Linked DNA regions of Mus musculus: regions 2 and 3 are each linked to region 1. The links are chromatin contacts, called in public promoter capture Hi-C maps. All regions are on one chromosome and are shown on one strand. The core of a region is the stretch at or near the end of the contact, and the rest is flanking DNA. Distances in the headings are between cores, read along the strand shown. Region 1 holds the start of Srprb (signal recognition particle receptor, B subunit). Region 2 holds the start of Stag1 (stromal antigen 1). Region 3 holds the start of Nek11 (NIMA (never in mitosis gene a)-related expressed kinase 11).

Region 1 (2,775 bases), core at 130-2,629:
AACAGCATCGTGTGTGTATGTGTGTGTGTGTGTGTGTGTGTGTGTGTTTTTACAGGTTTTCCTAGAGTCTTTTTTATATAACTCCCAGGGGGCTGGAGAGATAGCTCAGTGGTTAAGAGCACCGACTGCTCTTCCGAAGGTCCTGAGTTCAAATCCCAGCAACCACATGGTGGCTCACAACCATCTGTAATGAGATCTGACTCCCTCTTCTGGTGCATCTGAAGACAGCTACAGTGTACTTAGATATAATAATAAATAAATCTTAAAAAAAAAAAAAGAATTAACTCCCAGGGCTGGAGACTCAACTAAGTTGGATAAGATCCCATCCTGCTTCTAGCAAAGGGACCTGAATTCAATTCCCAGCACCCACATCAGGCAGCTTTGAAGACCGACTCTACAAAATCTGACACATCTGGCCTCTACAGGTACAGGCACTCATGTGCATATACCCACACACATACATATAATTAAAAAGAAAAAAAAATATTTTTAAAAACATGTCCTAAACTTGCTGTACCAAATAAACTGCAAGATGACAGGGCTACGGAAATGCCTTACCCATCCCTCTTAAGTCTAACCGAGGTGAAAATCAAAGCATTACCCTGACAAACAGCAACGTTTTCCCAGAGTCACAGAGACCAACGAAGAGAACAGCTCTCTGACTGCTCTTTCGGCTCCAGATGAACTTCCAGAACACTGCAGAGAAGAGAAAGGCAGCCTTCATTTTCTAAAGACATTATTAGTAGGCATTTACGACAAAAAAACAAAGCGTCCATCTGGACTACTTTCATTGTCACACGGATTAGAGTCAGTTTTGTTAGGAACTCACGGAGCGCCAGCCACTATCAACTGTAAACCTTTTCACGTCTATTTCCCTCATCCAAATGTGGAGACTAAAAGTATACACAGAATGATGGATCTGGGAAAAATTAGTGGCTTGCTACATTTGATTGGTGGATTTCTACTCTACCTTAGTACCCCAGTATCTCAGAGCCCAGTTCAGACACAAGTGGCTCAAAGTTGGAATGAACGATGGCGGCCGCAGCGCTCAAGCGCACAGGGCCGCCTCATGTAAGTCCTGTCCCAAGACCCAGGTCACTTCAGCGTCCCCTTTCCACACTGCTGGGTCTGGAAGACGAGTAGTAGAAGAGGGAACGCAGCCGTCCGCCTCCCTGGCCTGCGGCGCCGAGCCACCCTGCCCTCGCCGTGAATGCCGGCCGCCTCACCCAGCGTCAGCAGCACCGCCAGGAGAGCCACCGCCACGGAGAGCAGCGTCGGATCCCTCTGCTGCAGCTCCTGTCGTAAGGAGTCGAGGTAAGGCTGGAAGGCGCCACCGGCGCCATCGCCAACTCGCCGGGTGTTCGCCGAAGCCATGAAAGAGGTGTGTAGTCTTCCCGGGCCGCCAAAGTTACGTGGCTCTAGGCTCCACGCCGTGGTGGGGCGCGGGGCATCACGGGAGTTGTAGTCCCTTAGGGGTATCTCGGCTAAGTGCCTGATGGGAGTTGGAGTTTTTTGGTTTCTACAACCCAGTTAGCGAGTGTATTCATATCGGCATGCTTTGAGACATGTATAGCTTTGTGGAATTTTTTTTCTTTGCATTTTAATTTTTTATCTTTGGAGAATTTCATAAATGAATATGATGTCTTTTGGTCAAACCCACCCCTCTACTCCCATTTCATTTCGATTTTTGAAAGAATGATGACTTTTAGCAAAATTAACGGCTACAAAACTTCATTTGAGGGTGAGGATTTCTACTCGGCCGTTACATGGGATGAAATTTATGAGAGATTTTACCACAGTATGATGTGACCGAAGATGTGATGGAGTCACAGAGAATCCACAAAGACACATCAAGTCCTTTATGAGGTCAGAGAAAAGTAGCTAGAGATGGACCTGAATCTTGGAGGATGCATTAACCTATACCGGCAACTAAAGAAAACAGAAAAAGACGCACGGAAGAGAAGCTTGAGTAAAAGCCAATGACATGTGGGAAACTCGGGAATTCTGTGTCCTGCATTGACACGTCCAGCACGGAAAAAAATGACTGCATTTTAAAAAGCAATCAGGAAAATCAGTGCTCGGGAGGATGTGGAGGTGTCGACGATAGATTGATCATTCCCACCCAAAGGAAGCAGGCCTACTCAACCAGGTAGGCCATTTGAGAGGCCCAGAGTAGACAACATTTTTCAGTTTCTCAAGAGGACTTATTTATAAAAGATCTTCATGGGAACTCTTCTACTTAAGATTTCATCGGGTAATCGAAACATTTAAAAAAAAATGTGAGCTTCAATTTAAAAATATCTCTGCGAGTCAGAAGTGGCCAAGCCTCGAGGGCCATTTGCAGCCTCTGTCATTAAGTAGCTGTCATTATTTTAAAGTATTTAAGTACAGGTCTGCCTGGGAGATGACAGGAAAAGTCGATGTCACTTAAAGGCTAAACAAATTCATTAAAATGTCGCACTGCCACATAAAACCCCAACTCCTGCAGGTACCAGGAAGAGAGGAAATGAGACATTCCCTTCCTCTCTAGTGTGGCAGTGAGTGATTGGGTAGGAAATGAAACAAAGATGTTAAAGTTTGAGTTTGGAAGGTTCGCAATGTGATTTCGATTTCCATACATCCTCAAAAGGCAGAGGGCAGGTGAGAAGAAGCCCACTCGAGAGGGCCACTCCGTTGGCCTTACCATCGCCAGATACTGAGTCGCTGGCTACAGGCTATGTATAAGAATGATTAGATTGTCCATGGAAGCAAAAGTGGCAGAAAGGCAGCTGGAAA
Region 2 (2,775 bases), core at 145-2,644, 2.6 Mb before region 1:
AAAACAAAACAAAACAGAAAGCACCTAGAAGATAAAATACTGAAGCTATTCTAGAAAAAAAAAAGGCAATGGCATTCAGGCAGGGCTGGACTGGGGAGAGAAGGGAATGGGGGATGGTTAAACTAGGTGAGATTTTTTTGAGATCACGACTACAAACATGTTGATAGAATATCAGCTCTTTATCAGAGTCCCACACATTCGATAGATTAAATTACATATGACTATGGCTTGGAGCCCGCACCGTCTTTTAACAAGGCAAGCTAAAAACAGGCTCTGCAGAGAACACAATAGGAAGTCAATCAGAGGCTAGTAAACGAGATACTTTGCTGAAAGGACTGTCACGAATTCATACCAAAGTTCCTCCAGTGATGTGGAACGCACTTTGCAACCTTTGGGATACATTCCAGAGACAATTGAGGTACTAGCTAGCTAGCCAGCCCTCAAGACTATAAACAAGTTTAACGTTTCTAAGGAGATATTGAAAATGCAGCTGCCTCTGCCAATAAAAAAAAATTGAGTCAGCAATGAGGCTGATGACCTACAAGACCAAGAATTCACTTTTGTAGTGCGGAGTTAATAAGCAGGCGGAAGGTTAGGAGAGCCTTGGTCAAGGACAGCTTAGGTAGAGAGCAGCAGGGAAGGAAGGGGTCAAGATCTACGCCTGGCTATTTCCCTTTCGGCTAGGCTCCATTATTCGCACGTCCATTTGAGAACCACAGAAAGCAGTCCTAGGCTGTGGGAGAATCTGATTGCTCGCAGAGTCTATCTTCACCGTGTAGCTTCTCCTTTCTCACTAACTAGCCAATGCTGCCGCCTTATGCAAAGCTTGCACCTCGGCGAGAACCTGCTTTACAGAGGCAGGACGACGCCAATCGGCCTGGAGCGGTCACTGTTTCCTTTTAGCTCCGCGGCAGGCAGGGGGTTCGTCCCAGTGCTCGAAACCTTTTCAACCTCGTTCTGAAAAAGCGCCTCATCAATAATAATAAACCGCGCGTTCAATTCTAGCTTGGAGACTCCCGCTAACCGGGGAGGGAGCAGGGCTCGGGGGCGCGTTGGCACGGCTCACCCCGATAACGGGCGGGTGTGGGCGGCTGGCAGCCTCAGGGCGGGAGCGGAGCGCGGCCCCCGCCGGGGAGGGGCCTCGGCGGAAGAGCCGGGGGCGGACTTCTTCCAGGCTCTTGGAGAAGCTCTAAAAATGGCGGGCGGCAACCCAGCGAGCGGGTCGCGCAGGCGCCGCGGAGTCCGTCCTTCCGCTCGCCTGGGGCGGCCCAGGAGCTGTCCACAGCGCCCTCGTCCAGACGTCTCCGCGGCTCGCCATTGGCCGAGCGGAGCAGGAGCCTCGCAGAGGGGGGCGGTGCAGCCACGCAAAAGGCCACGTTTCCCGCGCCGCTGCTGCGCGTGCGCGCCCCCCGGAGGCGAGCGATGGCGCGCGGCCCCGTCCGAGGGCCCCTGCTCGCGCCTCAGCTCCCTCCCCTTTCCGGGCAGGCCCGTCCTGTCAGCGGAGCAGTGAGCAGCGCGGCCAGCAGAGGGCGGTCGGGACCCGAGTCTGCAGCGGCGCCATTGGCGTGTGGAAAATGCCACCAGATGGCGGGTTAGGATTGCAGCTCCGTTGAAGGCGCGGCCCCCGCTCCCGAACCCCCGGCGACCACCCCGTAACCACCCCCCCACCTCGGGAATAACACACCGGAGACTTTTGGGGGGAAACTAGGTCGACGGCCGACAGCGCCCGGATGGGCAGCTGAGGTGAGCGCGGGCGGCGGCGGCGGCGGCGGGGGGCGGGAAAGGGGGAAATGCGGCGGCGGCGGCGGCAGCGGCGCGGGGGCTGGAAGCGCCGATCCAAGATGGAGGCCGGGCGAGAGCTTGGGAGCGCGAGCGGCGAGCGGCGGGCGGGCGGGCGGGCCGGCGCGGGCCCCGCGCGGGGGAGGGAGGCCGCGCGGGCCTGTGCGCGGCGCGGCGCGGCGGCTGCAGGCGGGCGGCCGAGCGTCCGGGACCCGCTGTGGGCGCGGCGGGCGCTCCGCTTCCCTCCACCCCTCCCCGCGGGCCGCGAAAACGGTGCCCCCGCCCGCCCGGGCTCCGCGGCGGTAGCGCGGAAGCCTTTGTGGCGCGCTCGGGCCCGCCGCCAAGCCCGCCCTCCGCCCCCCCGCCCGGGCTCTCGGGACTCGCCCGCGCCCGGGCCAGCCTAGGCGGGCTGGCGCGAACGCCTTCCGCCGCCCTGCGTTTCTGCGGTGCTTTGGCGGCGGCGGCGTCACATGACAAGGAGCTCGCTTCTGTCGAGGGTCCTGGGGGTCGCTCAGCCCAGACTGCTGTCCCAGGCCCCTGCTTTGCTGGGGTGGGGTAGGGCTGAGGACCTGGGCCGACGGGACGTCGCAGTCCTGGCTTTCCCGCTATCCGCCGTCCGAGCTCCGGGTGAAACGTGTCCAGGCCGGAGCACTGCCCCGCTAGTTTCCCAATCCCCCGGGAGATGAGGCCAATAAAAGTTGTTTTTCCTCTTCCCTGAAGGTGGGGGGCGGGATGAAGAGCTGGGAAACCCGAGTGCTGGGAGCTGGACTTGGAGGGGTCCGAACCGAGTGCTGTTTGTGTGTAGTAGGGACCACAACATTTTCTGGTTTTCGGATTGTCACGTCACCCGCTTCTGTCTACGTTAGGATTGTTACTGATTCTTTCCACATTGCAGACAGTCGTGTCCTGGGAGTGTTAAGCTCTGGGGTGGTTTTGGAGCCCTATAGACCCCAAATAGTGCAGTTTGTGGTAGCGAGTTATTTGCTGTTGAAGTTG
Region 3 (2,775 bases), core at 112-2,611, 2.2 Mb after region 1:
TGAATGGCAGAACTGTCCCATGAGAAAGTATTCCACAAAACACACTCTTACTCCATTCCATCAAAGTGTTGAATGTTTTATTGAAAACTGTGCTTTTGTTTAAAATCTACATGAAAATAGGACTTTACGCTGAATACTATGTACACCTTGGCATTAGGTTTTCATATTCAGCAATTCTAAAACAACGAGAAAAAAATAGTGTTATAGTGTTGACCTGTGGGCTCAACATTTACCACAAAACCTACAAGGACACTCAAACAGAAAAAAAAAAACTGCAAAACATAAAACCTATTTGTAATTTTGTCTTCTTTAAATAATGTACTAATCTGTGGTTTGATCTAGTCCCAGTGAGAGCAATGCCCCTCTCCTCAAGGAAACGTTACTAAAATCTGCAGAATCTAAAGAATAGGTCCTAAAAGGTACCTTCTGTTTGCTTCTTTGACTGGCATAAAAGTGGTGATTTCTAGATAAACTAGGCTGTTCAAAAAAAAAAAATGGCCTCTCTGTCGCCTTTCAGATCACTAATAATAATTCTCAATGTGGAGAGGCGATTAAAGTCCCCACTTAGTAAAGAGCTGAACTCAAGATGGAGGACCAAAGCTTCTATTTGTAATGGAGTAATAAACCCAGCAGTGTGTGAGCAGCCTCTCCAGGCTCATCACACAGAATCAGCTCTGTCGCCCTCATCTCAGTTGGTATCCATGGAATGTACACACACTGCAGGCTGGATCTGAACCTAGGGCAGAGGATGAACTTGGGTGCTAGGGACACAGGTTATGCTTGTATCCCTGGGGCCTAGCTAACAGCTGACATACAGTTGTTAGCAAACGTTTGGAGAGCGAAGAAAGATCCAGCATACCAAATGTGACCCAAAGACAAGTAAAGGAAAGAAAACATAATAGGAACTAGAAGAAAGCTGAGAGACGCCCACTTTGTGCTAACCATCCCTGGGGTACCCATCCCGCTGGGGCAGGTAAAGAGAAAGTCAAGTGTTTACCGATGGTAAGAACTGAGTGGTTTATGTCCATGTCAAAAAACCCAAAAAACTAGGAAGCTGTTTTGACCTGAGGTTCTGCTAACTAAATCTGACCTGAGAAGTAAACTCTAACCCTGAGGTAAAACGAAAAAACTTGTCTCTTCAACAAATAAACCTTAAGTTTTTCGCGGAGCGCGTGAATGTATATCGAGGAGCAGGGCGCTTAGTCTCCCGAAGGGGAATGCGGTCCAGGGGCTGTGGGACCCGGCTGCCCGAGAGATCCACTTTCATTACCTTTACAGGTCCCCAGCCTGCGGCGCCCGGCCAAGCCTCCGTCAGCCTAGAGCTCGCTGCCTCGGAGGGCGTGGTTGTTTAACATCGTCGCCACGGAGACGGCGCGGGGGCTGCTGGGAAGTCGACGTTCCGGCGTCCAATCCAACGGAAGCGCGCCGGACCCTTCGAGGCGTGGCGAAGCGAGCAGGGTGAGGAGGCGGCCGCAAGTGTGAGAGGAATGGCTCAACCTCTCACACCAAGTTCCCACCACCCGGCCCGAAAGCATTTTCTCCTCCAGGGAGAGCCCTCAGCTTCTCGGAGCCAGGCTTCCCAGTGACGTCGTTCGCAGCACTTCCTGTTTCCGCTCGCGGTCTTCCACGCACCCGCGGGTCTGCCGTTTCTCCCCGGGATCCTACCTGCTGCTGCTGGTGAAGTGAGCCGGCGGTCGGGCGGAAGCAGCCGGCGGATCCGGAGGGCAGGAGCAGGTTGAGGTAGGAAGATTGGTGGTTGAGGAATTAGATCCTACCTTTTCCTGCCCTTTGCTTGCATTCCTTGAGCTACTTCGCTCAAGGTCAAGTCATTAGTTTACAGTGAGTTCGCAGAAACCACATGACAAACCGGGAAAGACATGACGATTCAGAATTAAAAAGTGTTGAGATGTTGGCCGAGGTGGATCTGAGGTGAGATAAAAAATCAAGTGCAATAATGTAAGCTGATACCAAAGGCAAAAAATTCAGGAGGATGCATTTTTTTATGTGGTAGCCCCACAAAAATCAAAATGCAAAAATTCCAAGGTTGGCAAAACTTTCACGATTTTAAACACGGGCAAGGCTGGCAATAGCATCGTGCTAAGCGATATTTGAAGCCAGAGGCGAGGGGGGAAACCAGTAATACTAATCCTATGAGTTGTTAGCCAGATAGGCCATTAGTAAGGGGGTGTAAGAATCCAGTTGAGGTTGAAATTGTATACTTGGGATCCTAGAAGCATAAAGCTGTGTTTTTCCTTAGCTCAAACTACTCTCCAATGTACCCTACACTCAAGACCTGTAACAAGGGTCTAGTTATCCATAAGGAAAAAAAAAATTGGCTCATTATGTGTCTTATGCTGGGTTGTCATTTTTATAGCTTAGGACTTTTGGCCTTGACCCTCACAAAACAGATTTCTTCCTTTATCTCTATATGGGCTGCCATGAGGTGGTGTGGCCTAGATATAAGTTCTGTCTTCCACCTCCAATAATCCAATCAAGCAAAGTTCCTCAACAGCGTATCCTGCAGTTTGGGTCTTGATTGATTCTAGATATACTCAGATTGACAACCAAGAATAGCCATCAAAAAGACCAGCAATTGATTTTTTTTGTTTGTTTCAACAGGGATTTCTGTCGATCATCATGGGTATTCGGGGACTAATGAGCTTTGTGGAAGATTATAGTAATGAATTCTTCGTTGATTTGAAATTGCGGAACACAAAACTTATCATTGATGGCTATTCTCTCTTCCACCGACTTTGCTTCAATTCTGACTTGGAG

The links. Promoter capture Hi-C pulls out the DNA fragments that hold promoters and counts their contacts.
Region 2: a promoter capture Hi-C map of pre-B cells shows a contact between it and region 1, with 4 times the contacts expected there. The contact joins the promoter of Stag1 here to the promoter of Srprb in region 1. A contact is called at or near these places in 1 of 39 promoter capture datasets (pre-B cells) and 1 of 484 Hi-C or Micro-C datasets (CD4 T cells).
Region 3: a contact with region 1 is called in a promoter capture Hi-C map of pre-B cells, with 2.9 times the contacts expected there. The contact joins the promoter of Nek11 here to the promoter of Srprb in region 1.

The regions. Positions count from the first base shown.
Region 1 is chr9:103,200,686-103,203,460 of GRCm38.p6, forward strand. Srprb (signal recognition particle receptor, B subunit) reads right to left here and starts at 1,380. Exons shown (of 7, transcript NM_009275.4): 1 at 1,227-1,380; 2 at 602-696. The coding sequence starts at 1,374.
Region 2 is chr9:100,642,054-100,644,828 of GRCm38.p6, forward strand. It overlaps Stag1 (stromal antigen 1), which reads left to right and starts at 1,395. Exons shown (of 34, transcript NM_009282.4): 1 at 1,395-1,743.
Region 3 is chr9:105,393,926-105,396,700 of GRCm38.p6, forward strand. Nek11 (NIMA (never in mitosis gene a)-related expressed kinase 11) reads right to left here and starts at 1,362. Exons shown (of 16, transcript NM_172461.3): 1 at 1,271-1,362. It overlaps Aste1 (asteroid homolog 1), which reads left to right and starts at 1,437. Exons shown (of 5, transcript NM_025651.5): 1 at 1,437-1,740; 2 at 2,620-2,775. The coding sequence starts at 2,638.